Regions from separate parts of the Rattus norvegicus genome. Here all the other regions are linked to region 2. Evidence: chromatin contacts called from public Hi-C data. All regions are on one chromosome and are shown on one strand. The core of a region is the stretch at or near the end of the contact, and the rest is flanking DNA. Distances in the headings are between cores, read along the strand shown. Region 1 holds the start of Ehd3 (EH-domain containing 3). Region 2 has its middle 100 kb from the start of Capn13. Region 3 has its middle 30 kb from the start of Ypel5.

Region 1 (3,138 bases), core at 570-3,069, 510 kb before region 2:
GAGAGCTCTACAGTTCTCATTATTTTCTTTTTTTAAGAAAAGCAATTTAGGTTTTTAAAAATAAAGTAAAAAAAAAGATTTATCTCTCATGTTTAAAACATATTAAAGTTGATAAGCCACGACCCCCAGGTCCCCACGTCAGAAACCATTTGGCCTTGCAAAGCTGTGGGTCAAGCTGACCCACCCAAGACTGTCCACTCCACAAAGACAAATGACTTGGAGCTCTGTTCAGATAGGACAGGTTAGCATGGTACACACACAACTCCCAGAAGCTTAGCACTGGAGACATGAGAAACTGGAAATGAGTCACCAGGCTGTCAACTCTGCTGCTGTCCTTACCAAGCAAAGCACATGGCTTTGTACACCACCGACGCCAACCCACAAATATGAGGACCGTTGGTTTCAAACCGTCTGCATGTAGGTAGCCTTGATTCTGGGAGGGTACTGCACCTGTAAGAGTGTGACTCTCAATGCATAGGGCCATAAGCAACCAACCCTTGGAATATGTGTACCCCTCAACCTTTGAAAAAGGCAGCCTGGCCTTACAGATTGCATACACTGAAGATGGAGAGAGGCCTGTTCTTCAGAGACACGGATATTTCTGACTCTCTCTGAATGCTTGCAGCCCCCAATTTCTATCATTCAATGGATAACGTCACAGGCACTTAGCTAACATTTTCACACACACACCTAGGGCTGCATTCATCCCTGAGGCTCTAAAACATCGCTTACCCTCCTGTCAACTCTATCTCATCTGCAAAGTCAAGGGCCGGATGAGGCCTCTCAGCATCTCCTCTACTTCTGTGAGCTTTAATAGGATTATTGAACTATTACGATCAAAGAAGAAAATCTATTAAAAGTATCCTGCTTCTCTTCTCTCAGAACAGACCTAAAAGCGCTGTCAGAGAGAAGGAAGAATGATAAAGAACGAGTGACCCCAGGGTCTCCAGTTCACCCCCCATTCCCAGGCCTGCGACCATGAGAACAACTAACTCAGCTGCAAAGGTAAACCAGACAACAGGGAGGATTCTTAAGTTGAATGCTTCAAAATGACCAGGGCTAAGGACATCATGTAGGACTCAATGGGGTACTTGGCAGCAGGGTCAAGTTTTGAGGCCTCCCACAGGGATTTCTTCAGAACCCTTAATGGAAGACTTTTCACGTAACCCAGAAGGCTCAGCACCCAGATGCGGCTCACCTGATGAAGGTGGTCTTGCCAGTAGAGTATTGGCCCACCAACAGGACCATGGGCTTGTTGTCGAAATCAGCATCCTCCAAGGCCGGCGAGTGGAACTCGTGGAAGCGGTAATACTCTTCCAGAGGCAGCAGCTTGGTCTTGTAGAGTTTCTTGAGCCCCTCGCTCACGGTCTGGAAGACCTCAGGGTCCTTCTTGCGGCGATCATCGTTACCCAGCCAGCTGAACATTGTGGCAGCTGGAAGAAGGCTCCCGGGAGTGGCACCCGCCTAGCTCGAACCACGCCGCCACAGCTGCCTTACCAGAGCTCGGGGCTCAGATACACCATGGCCGGGGCTGCCCCAGCTGCTGGATCCAGTCCAGCCCCAGCTTCATCCACAGCGGGGTTGGGGAAGAGGATGCTGCGGATCGTGTCAGGAGAACTGCAACCTTGGAAATTAAAGACGAACCTGCCGGGAAGCCGAAGCATGAGTTCTGGGTCTCCCCAGTTAGGTGGCTAAAGGATTCTGGAGCCCCGCTGCTGCGGTGTCCAGGCTGCTGGGAGTAGGTGGAGGCGCACACAGCTCCGCATCCGCAGCAGCATCCCGCCGCCCCCGGCGCTCGTTTAAATGCTAGACGTGCAGGAAGTCCCTGAGAACTGGCAAAGCCCGGCCAGCCCCACGGTCAGGGCGACGCGAAGCCAAGCCGGGCGCCGCCATGTCTGTGGGCAGGCACTCTGCGGCCGCGCGGACTCTATCTGCAAAGCGCTGTTGCCAGAGTCCTGTGGGAAAGCGCAGGCATTTCTTTCCCAGCCCTGGGGATTGGACTTGGGAGCAGCGCCCTCTCAAGGGCGGCGACTAAGACAGCCTTGGCCTACTCTAAGGTTTTGAGACTCAGTTCCATTGGTCGCTGAGGTCAGTTCCCCAGGGATACTAGTATTGGGGACAATTGGGGGAAAACTCTACTGTATTTTCCTTGGGGCATGGAAACAAGGTGCCCCTGACAAGTGACATAAACAAAAATAGCAGTAACTAAACTTTTCACTAGGCCTGAGGTGAAGTGAAAAACATAAACCGTTTTTCCCTCTTTCTCACCGCCCTCCCCCCACGCGCCTAATGAAATAGGTAAAACCAGCAACACACACACAGGCAGGTAGTGTTTTGGGGGCAGCGACTTAATTTGCACACAACTGCATACAAAGCTGAGTCTTTTTAGGAGATGCAGCAGGGTGGAATTACAGCAGACAGGAGACATGGAAAAGGGAACCATCTTTTGTTTTTTCGTGGTCAATTTGACAGTGTCACAGGAAACACAAGGCTGTGAGATGTCTCTTCAAGCATGAGCTGAGAGAAGACCGGAAGGCATTTGAGGCCAAGTAAAATTCATAAAGAGAATTCAGAGCGGTGCAAAGAGTTTAGCAGAGCTGCGTTCAAGAAGGTAGATCATGAAAAGGCATAGAAGGATGCACACACCAAGATAGGAGCCAAACAAAAAATGAGAAACCCATAAAAATATCATTACCAATAATTGCTATATTAACATAATGCTCACCAAGCGCGGGGGCTGCTGGGGCTGCTGGGGCTGCTGAGATCTCAGGAAGCACCATTTCATCGCAAAATTGTAGCTCCCCTCTGGGGAAGATCAGCCAGGTGTGGCAAAGGGTGGGACAACAACAGTGAACAAAGTCAATGACAGTCCTAGCACTATTCTAACCAGGGAGGTGGCAAACTATTCCTCTCTCCTAAGGCAGAGGGCTCCCACTGCCCTCCCTTCCGCAAACAAGATAAAGAGCTAATGGACTAGATCAATCTGGGGAGTCTGGAAGCATCATCTGGAGGAGTAGAGGCTGTGAAACTGTACAGAACGTCAGGGAACAGCAGCAGTGGGAGAACAGAGGAGATTAGAGTCAGGAGACTCTGGGTAGGATTGATAGTCTGATAAACAGTGAGGGAGGAAAGGGAGGT
Region 2 (3,162 bases), core at 78-2,577:
GAGGGCAACTCGAAGCCAGAACAGGCGTGATGCTTCCTGGACTACAGATCTTTGTTTTGCTCGCGTCTTCCTTTTTGGCCACACCTGTCTTTCCTGCCAGATGCTTCCCTTAGCCCAGAGCCTGTAGAGCAGCCGTTCTTGCCCTTGCTAGCGCTGTGACCCTTTAATAGTTATGTTGTGGTAACCCCCAGCCATAAAATTACTTTTGATGCCACCTCATAATTGTAATTTTGCTACTATGAAGCATGATATAAGTATTTGTATTTTCCCTGGTCTTAGGTGACCCCCGCGAAAGGGTCATTTGAAGGGGTAGGGTTGAGAACCACTGTGGTAGAGGGATCCAGAGATTCTCTAGAGAAGGCATAATATAGAGGGACAAGTGTTGGCACGCTTGTTTAACTACATTATTGGGTTCTTATACCTCTCTCTGCCTCCCTTCCAACCCTTGTTCTACCCTAATCCCTTCCAAGCCCCCAACACTAGGAAGGAGAGAAAGAAGGTTAGAGGGGGAAGGGGGCATGGACCTCTTTACACTACTTCCTGCTTATTATGGGCATCAGGTTTCTAGGGGGAAATCCAATCTTCATCACCATAATACCTGGTATCCAGCAACCCAGCATATGCAACAGCAGGAGCCAGCAGCAGAGACTGGAGGTGGGGGTCGGGGGTGGGGGTGAGGGAGGTGCAGCAGCAGGGTGAGCAGCAGCTGCCTCAGGGTCCCTCAGCGCTCTCCCGTCTATACCCTCTCCAGAATCCCCATAATCAAACTAACTACAACTATCCCATCCTCTGCCCCAGAGCATGAGACAATGGTAGTTATCTGCTGTGGACAAACTGAGACGTCCCCACATCCCACACCTGAGATTAAAACAAAATCATATTCTCATAACTGCCATTTAAAAGAAACCAAAGTTATCACTACAGCTAAGCATGGACTTAGTTTCCAACTGTAACTCTTTTACTGGCCATGTGGTCCTAGGGTGGTATTTAACATTCCTGGATTTTGTTGTGTTTCATCTAGGGAGAGGAGGGGATAAATCTCCATCTGGCTGGGTCGTAAAGACCAAGTGACAGAGGCGATGTCCCTTTATTTAGCGAGGTTCTGAATCTAATCATTAGGTGGGGTGAATCACCACAAGTGCCGGTTCTGTGCCAAGACAATTATGCTACGTCTAGTAGTGTGATCAATATCCTTTCATTTTCTTCATCTCCGGTTCTTTTTATCTTCTTCACCACGACCTCCAGATGGCAGCACGGGCCACGGAACCAGAGCGTTTCTTTGCAAGCTGTTCCTTTCCCAGGATGCAGATGTTACTCTGTGACAGAGCCAGAGTAACAGTAACCACAGGCTGTTTGCTGGGTTCTTACTGCACTCGGGTATAGGGAGCACTTCTCACAAACAGAAGCTCAAGGGCTTTGGCTTTATGAGGAATGAAAAGGGTCTCTGATAGAAGCAGCCGCCGACCGGGAGGACCAGGAACCAAGCAAGTCCAATCTTCAAATCTGCTGGCTAGGCTATTTTCCCTACCATACTGGTCTTCTCTGTGAGTGCAGTATCGTCCTTCACCAATGAGGAGAATAAGACAGAAGGACAGAATGGAGCAGCCAAGAGACCAGGCTCCTGGAAATGTCCCATCATCCAAAGCACTGACCTTGTGTGATGCTTGGTGTGGACACTAGGAGAGATGAACCCCTGAATCGCCCAAAAGAATGTCTTCCATTCTCAAAGTGTTCTTTGCCAAAAGCCAAAACGGATTGTAAGAAATTCCCTCCAACTCTCTTTTACTGAGCCCTTTACCCACTGCATTTGCAACTCAGTCTCTAATCCCTTCATCCTAAGCATTCCTGGGGGAAATCCCTGAGCCAGCCACATGTACAAACATGTGCCCCTGCTGGAGCTTCTAGGGCAGCTGGTCAGGCTGAAGCACCCTTGAAAGCAGGGTAGGACAAAGGCTCAGACCTGTGTGTGGTATTCCTGAATCAGGCACACTGCCAGCTAAGGAAGCCCCGCTCTCTTCCCCTTTGTGCTCTGATGGCTCTCAGGGGAATGCTCATGTGTGATGTTAAGGATCTCAGTTCTTCCTCTCTGAAATAAGGAAAGGAAAACTTTGAAGAACAAGGTCTTCTCTGAGCTTAAAGCAATGCTAGGTCATAGAAAACAACTAGAGTTAGCTGGGTGTGCTGGTTTGAATAAGAATGACCCCCTTGCAGGCTCTTAGGTTTGGATGCTTGGTCACCAGGGAGTGGCACTATTTGAAAGGATTAGGAGGTGTGGCCTTGTTGGAGTGGGTGTGGCCTTATTGGAGGAAGTGTGTCACTGAAAGTGGACTTTGAGGTTTCAAGCCGGGACCAGTGTCTCTTCTTGCTACCTCGGGATCTGGCTTTAGAACTATCAGGCACTTCTCTAGCACCATGTCTTCCCGTGTGCCACTGTGCTCCTTGTCATGATGAAAATGGGACAAGCCCTCTGAAACTGTAAGCAAGTTCCAATGCAGTGTTTCCTTTATAAGAGTTGCCATGGTCATGGTGTCTCTTCACAGCAACAGATTACTAAAAACTCTGTGTATAACCCAGAGCAGCCATAACTGCTGTTTCCATCCCTTGAGAACTGCTGTAGGCTTAGACTGGGGTTCCACATCCCCTCCACCACAGGGCTCTAGGAGGCAGGACAAGGGAATTTGACACCACTCCCCATCCTGCAAGGAGGCCAGCTGCGTCTGGTTCTCAAGCTCTTGGGCATCCAGGCCCCACTGGGATGCCTCAGAAGAGCTAAGAATGGAGTGGGGGCCCTCATGGCTGGATCTAGCCTGGGGCCTGCCACCCACTGGCCTTCTTCGGAAGATTAGACAGCGGTTCTGTAGGCAAAGGTCTTCTCTGTAGCTCCCCATCGTGGATCCCAATGAAAAGAGACAATCCATGGTTTTAAGGCATGTATTGTCATGGCGGAAAGTGGATGAGTAAAACTGTACCCCACTTCTCAGGATGGGCCAGAGAGTAAATACCTTATGCAGGGAGAAGTGTCTGGGCAGGAAAGTTTCATTGGCTAAGCCTCCAAGCCCTTGGGTACCTCATTATAATGGAGAACTGTCTTGAGCCTACATGACCTGTGAAGCGGTTTAGGACATTACCCTTACATGACTGATGGCCACAAATCTATGGAGG
Region 3 (2,966 bases), core at 134-2,633, 470 kb after region 2:
AAAAATAACTTTATGGTTGGAGGTCACCACGACAGAGGAACCGTGTGAAAGGGTCACAGCATTAGGATGGTTGAGAAGGATCTACTCTTGGAGATTCCAGCTGCCAGCCTTCTAAGATCTAGAGATGCTTGTAAAATGGGAACAAGACTTCCTGTCTGTGCCATGCTCTGAATTTCTGAGCCATGGACACCGTAAAGCATTATTGTTCTGTGCTGGAAAGTATTGCGTTCATTTGTTGTGAGGTATTTGTAATCCCCTCAATTTAAAGTTGTCCCACACACATGTGCTCAGGTACAAGAAAGTGAAATGTCAAGATTGTAATTCTCTTTCTTGGGTACTCTGCTAGAGAGAAAGCAAATCGAGACTCACGTTCAATGAACCTGAGCCCACTTGTCTATTCCTACCTAGGTGTTGAATATTGGGGTCTGCCTCTCACTGGGCAGCCATGTTTGTCTTGGCTCCAACTTGAGGCCCATCTGAACGTGTCACGACAGAGCTTCATTTGCTAGTCCTACATACTGCTAGGTAAAATCGATTCTTCCTTCCTCGGTTCACTGTCCTTCCCAAGAAGCCATAGCTCAGTGCAGCAGTGAGGGTAGCAAGCCAGGCAACTCACTATTTGTCATAGTCGGGGTGTCAGTGCCTTTCTTGCTCACATGCTGGGATCCCAACACTCAAGGTGACAGCTGTCTGGAGGTGACTTGATCCCCATTAACAGGACTGATTGGAGGACCAAGGAGACCAACTCCCTTTACTCTTCTACCGCTCGTGGATGCAGAAAGAAGACAGTCATCTACAACCCAGAGGAAAGCCCTTAGCAGAACCCAGTCACATCATCTCCTAGTCTTACACCTCCTGGCCTCTGGAACTGTGAGGAGTGGGTCCTGTTGTCTGTAAGCTACCCAGTGTGTATTATTTTGCAGAAAGAAACCAAGATGCCTTCGTCACTGCATAAGCTTGGTGAGGACAGGCAGAGCCATCCCAGTCTTGTTCTTGGGTCCCTGTCGTGAGGTTATAAATCCAACCCATCAGTCCCCATGCCATCTACTCAGATCTGTGTTAAGTGTGACCTATTCCATAATGACTTCTCAGCTTCTCCCTCAGCCCAGAGACTGCTAACTTCCTCTTGGGTGGGACTTTGAAAATGTTCCCTCCGATGATGTCATGCCTCTTCTGGTGCCAGCTAACCTTGTGCCACTTCCATGGCACATGACCTTGCCCTTCTCAAGCTCTGTCTGTTCCACAGTTCGGCACCCCTGTTAATCCTTCCTCCGTCTCCTCAGGCTTCCCAGATGTTCAGTACCACAGTGACAGCCAAGTCCACCAGCTGGCAGCTGGTAATGGTTTTGAACCATGCTGACCAGCTGACACAGAGTTCACAAGGAATCTTAGAGGCTTCCTCAGTCGAGTGACTCATACTTGCTCTCCACCTAGAACACCAAGTTCTTAATCATACTGTGCCACAGAAATTATAATTCTACTTGTAGCCTTTGTCTCTGCAATGTCCCCTCAGCTTTCCAATGGTGTTCCAGGAAACTGGTGCATGCTGGGTCATCTCTCTCCTCTTTCAAGCCAGGATTAAAATGCAACTTTGGCTCACATCCAGGCATATGACTTTAGCACAAGAAGTATTGGACGCTGACTTTTGAGTTCCCAGATCCTTGACAGTACTCACCCCCACTGTAAAACCCACGCCTCCCCCCCAACATAGTAGAGATTTTGAGTGGAGTGAGGATTAATGAAGTACAGTATTGTTCTACCTCGTTTAATTTAATGGCTGCATCGTGTACTATGAATGTACCCTAATTTGTTTAACTAATCCCCTATTGAGGAACATTAAGGTAATTATTATTGTTATTAGATGAGCACTGAACCTTGGAAGTACACTCTTAAATGTTTTCCCTCCAAGGAAAATGAAGAAGCTGTTTGCCATCAAGCTAGCCACGCCTCCTAGAGGCGACTGCACCCCAACCTGAGACTCAAGGGCTCCTTATGAGTTGTCAGCAGCAGGAGTTGGCCCCTTAGGTATACACGGTGGGGAAAGGTTGACAGCAAAGCAAAGGACAAATGTCCAAAAAGCCCACTTATGACAACATAGCGAAAACATCTCTGTTACACTCAGCGATGGACTTGTGCCTTCCTGGACACACGTGTGGTTCTATTCTGACTCCTTTTAGGTGCTGAAAATGGTCAAATTTCTGTGAGTGAAGGAAACCAGGACTGGCATCTGCAAGAACAGCCCTCCTCAAATGAAGACCCGTTCCTGAGGTTCCTCACACATTACTGGCCCTGCTTTATGTCTTGTGACACTGCTACATAGCTAAAGGTGGCCACTTCTATGCAGGTGGAAGAGGGGAAGACTAGCTTAAATGTGTCCATCTTAAAGATAATCCAGACTCTATGAGAGACCACAAAAAAGACATGCATGGAAGCTAAAGACAGTCATCGGCAATTAGTACTGGCCGTGTGTCACGTGCTCTTCTGAATATTCTACAGGTCCCAACCCCTTTCATCACACAACAAGCTGAAGAGGTGTGTTCTATCAGCCCCATTTTACAGGTGGGGAGGCTAAGACACAGCAGGATTATATAGCCAGACCAAGAAAGGACAGGGCGACTGGGGATGTAGACCCAGGTGGTGTGGATTTTCTACCAGTCCTCTGTCTCCCAAGGTAACATCAGCTGTGTGGCAATGGCAGAAAAATCTTCAAGTGGGAGAGAAAAGAAATGAATGAAGGCAGCATCTTCTGATCGACACAGAGACTAATTCCTTCCACTTCTGAGAGGAAGACAATGTTATTAGGTTACCAGGCCGCTGTTTTCTATGCTCAGGGGATGGTGGACCATTTGGAGGCTTCTGAAGACCCTACCTCCCTGCGGAAAATCAAATAGGAGCTGGCCTTTGTTTTCTGCAACCTGTAAAGGGTTCTGCTGTTGACTCTTCAGGAGGCCACTGTAAGCTAAGTG

Evidence for each region. A called contact is a pair of places that touch in the nucleus more often than the background predicts.
Region 1: a contact with region 2 is called in a Hi-C map of Schwann cells, with 3 times the contacts expected there. The contact joins the promoter of Ehd3 here to the enhancer-like site in region 2. A contact is called at or near these places in 1 of 12 Hi-C or Micro-C datasets (Schwann cells) and 1 of 1 datasets of contacts at active chromatin or transcription factors (oligodendrocytes).
Region 3: a Hi-C map of Schwann cells shows a contact between it and region 2, with 13 times the contacts expected there. The contact joins two enhancer-like sites. A contact is called at or near these places in 9 of 12 Hi-C or Micro-C datasets (the A7r5 cell line, the Rat2 cell line, Schwann cells and 5 more).

What each region holds. Positions count from the first base shown.
Region 1 is chr6:27,415,626-27,418,763 of GRCr8, forward strand. Ehd3 (EH-domain containing 3) reads right to left here and starts at 1,820. Exons shown (of 6, transcript NM_138890.3): 1 at 1,199-1,820. The coding sequence starts at 1,425.
Region 2 is chr6:27,926,719-27,929,880 of GRCr8, forward strand. No RefSeq gene overlaps it. Among named protein-coding and RNA genes, the nearest start is that of Capn13, 100 kb to the left of the region's middle. Within about 2 kb of position 1,328, at least 7 of the 93 cell types and tissues checked have an H3K27ac peak or open chromatin away from gene starts, as enhancers often do. A contact at or near this core is called in Schwann cells, where this site is marked.
Region 3 is chr6:28,391,743-28,394,708 of GRCr8, forward strand. No RefSeq gene overlaps it. Among named protein-coding and RNA genes, the nearest start is that of Ypel5, 30 kb to the right of the region's middle. Within about 2 kb of position 1,384, at least 8 of the 93 cell types and tissues checked have an H3K27ac peak or open chromatin away from gene starts, as enhancers often do. A contact at or near this core is called in Schwann cells, where this site is marked.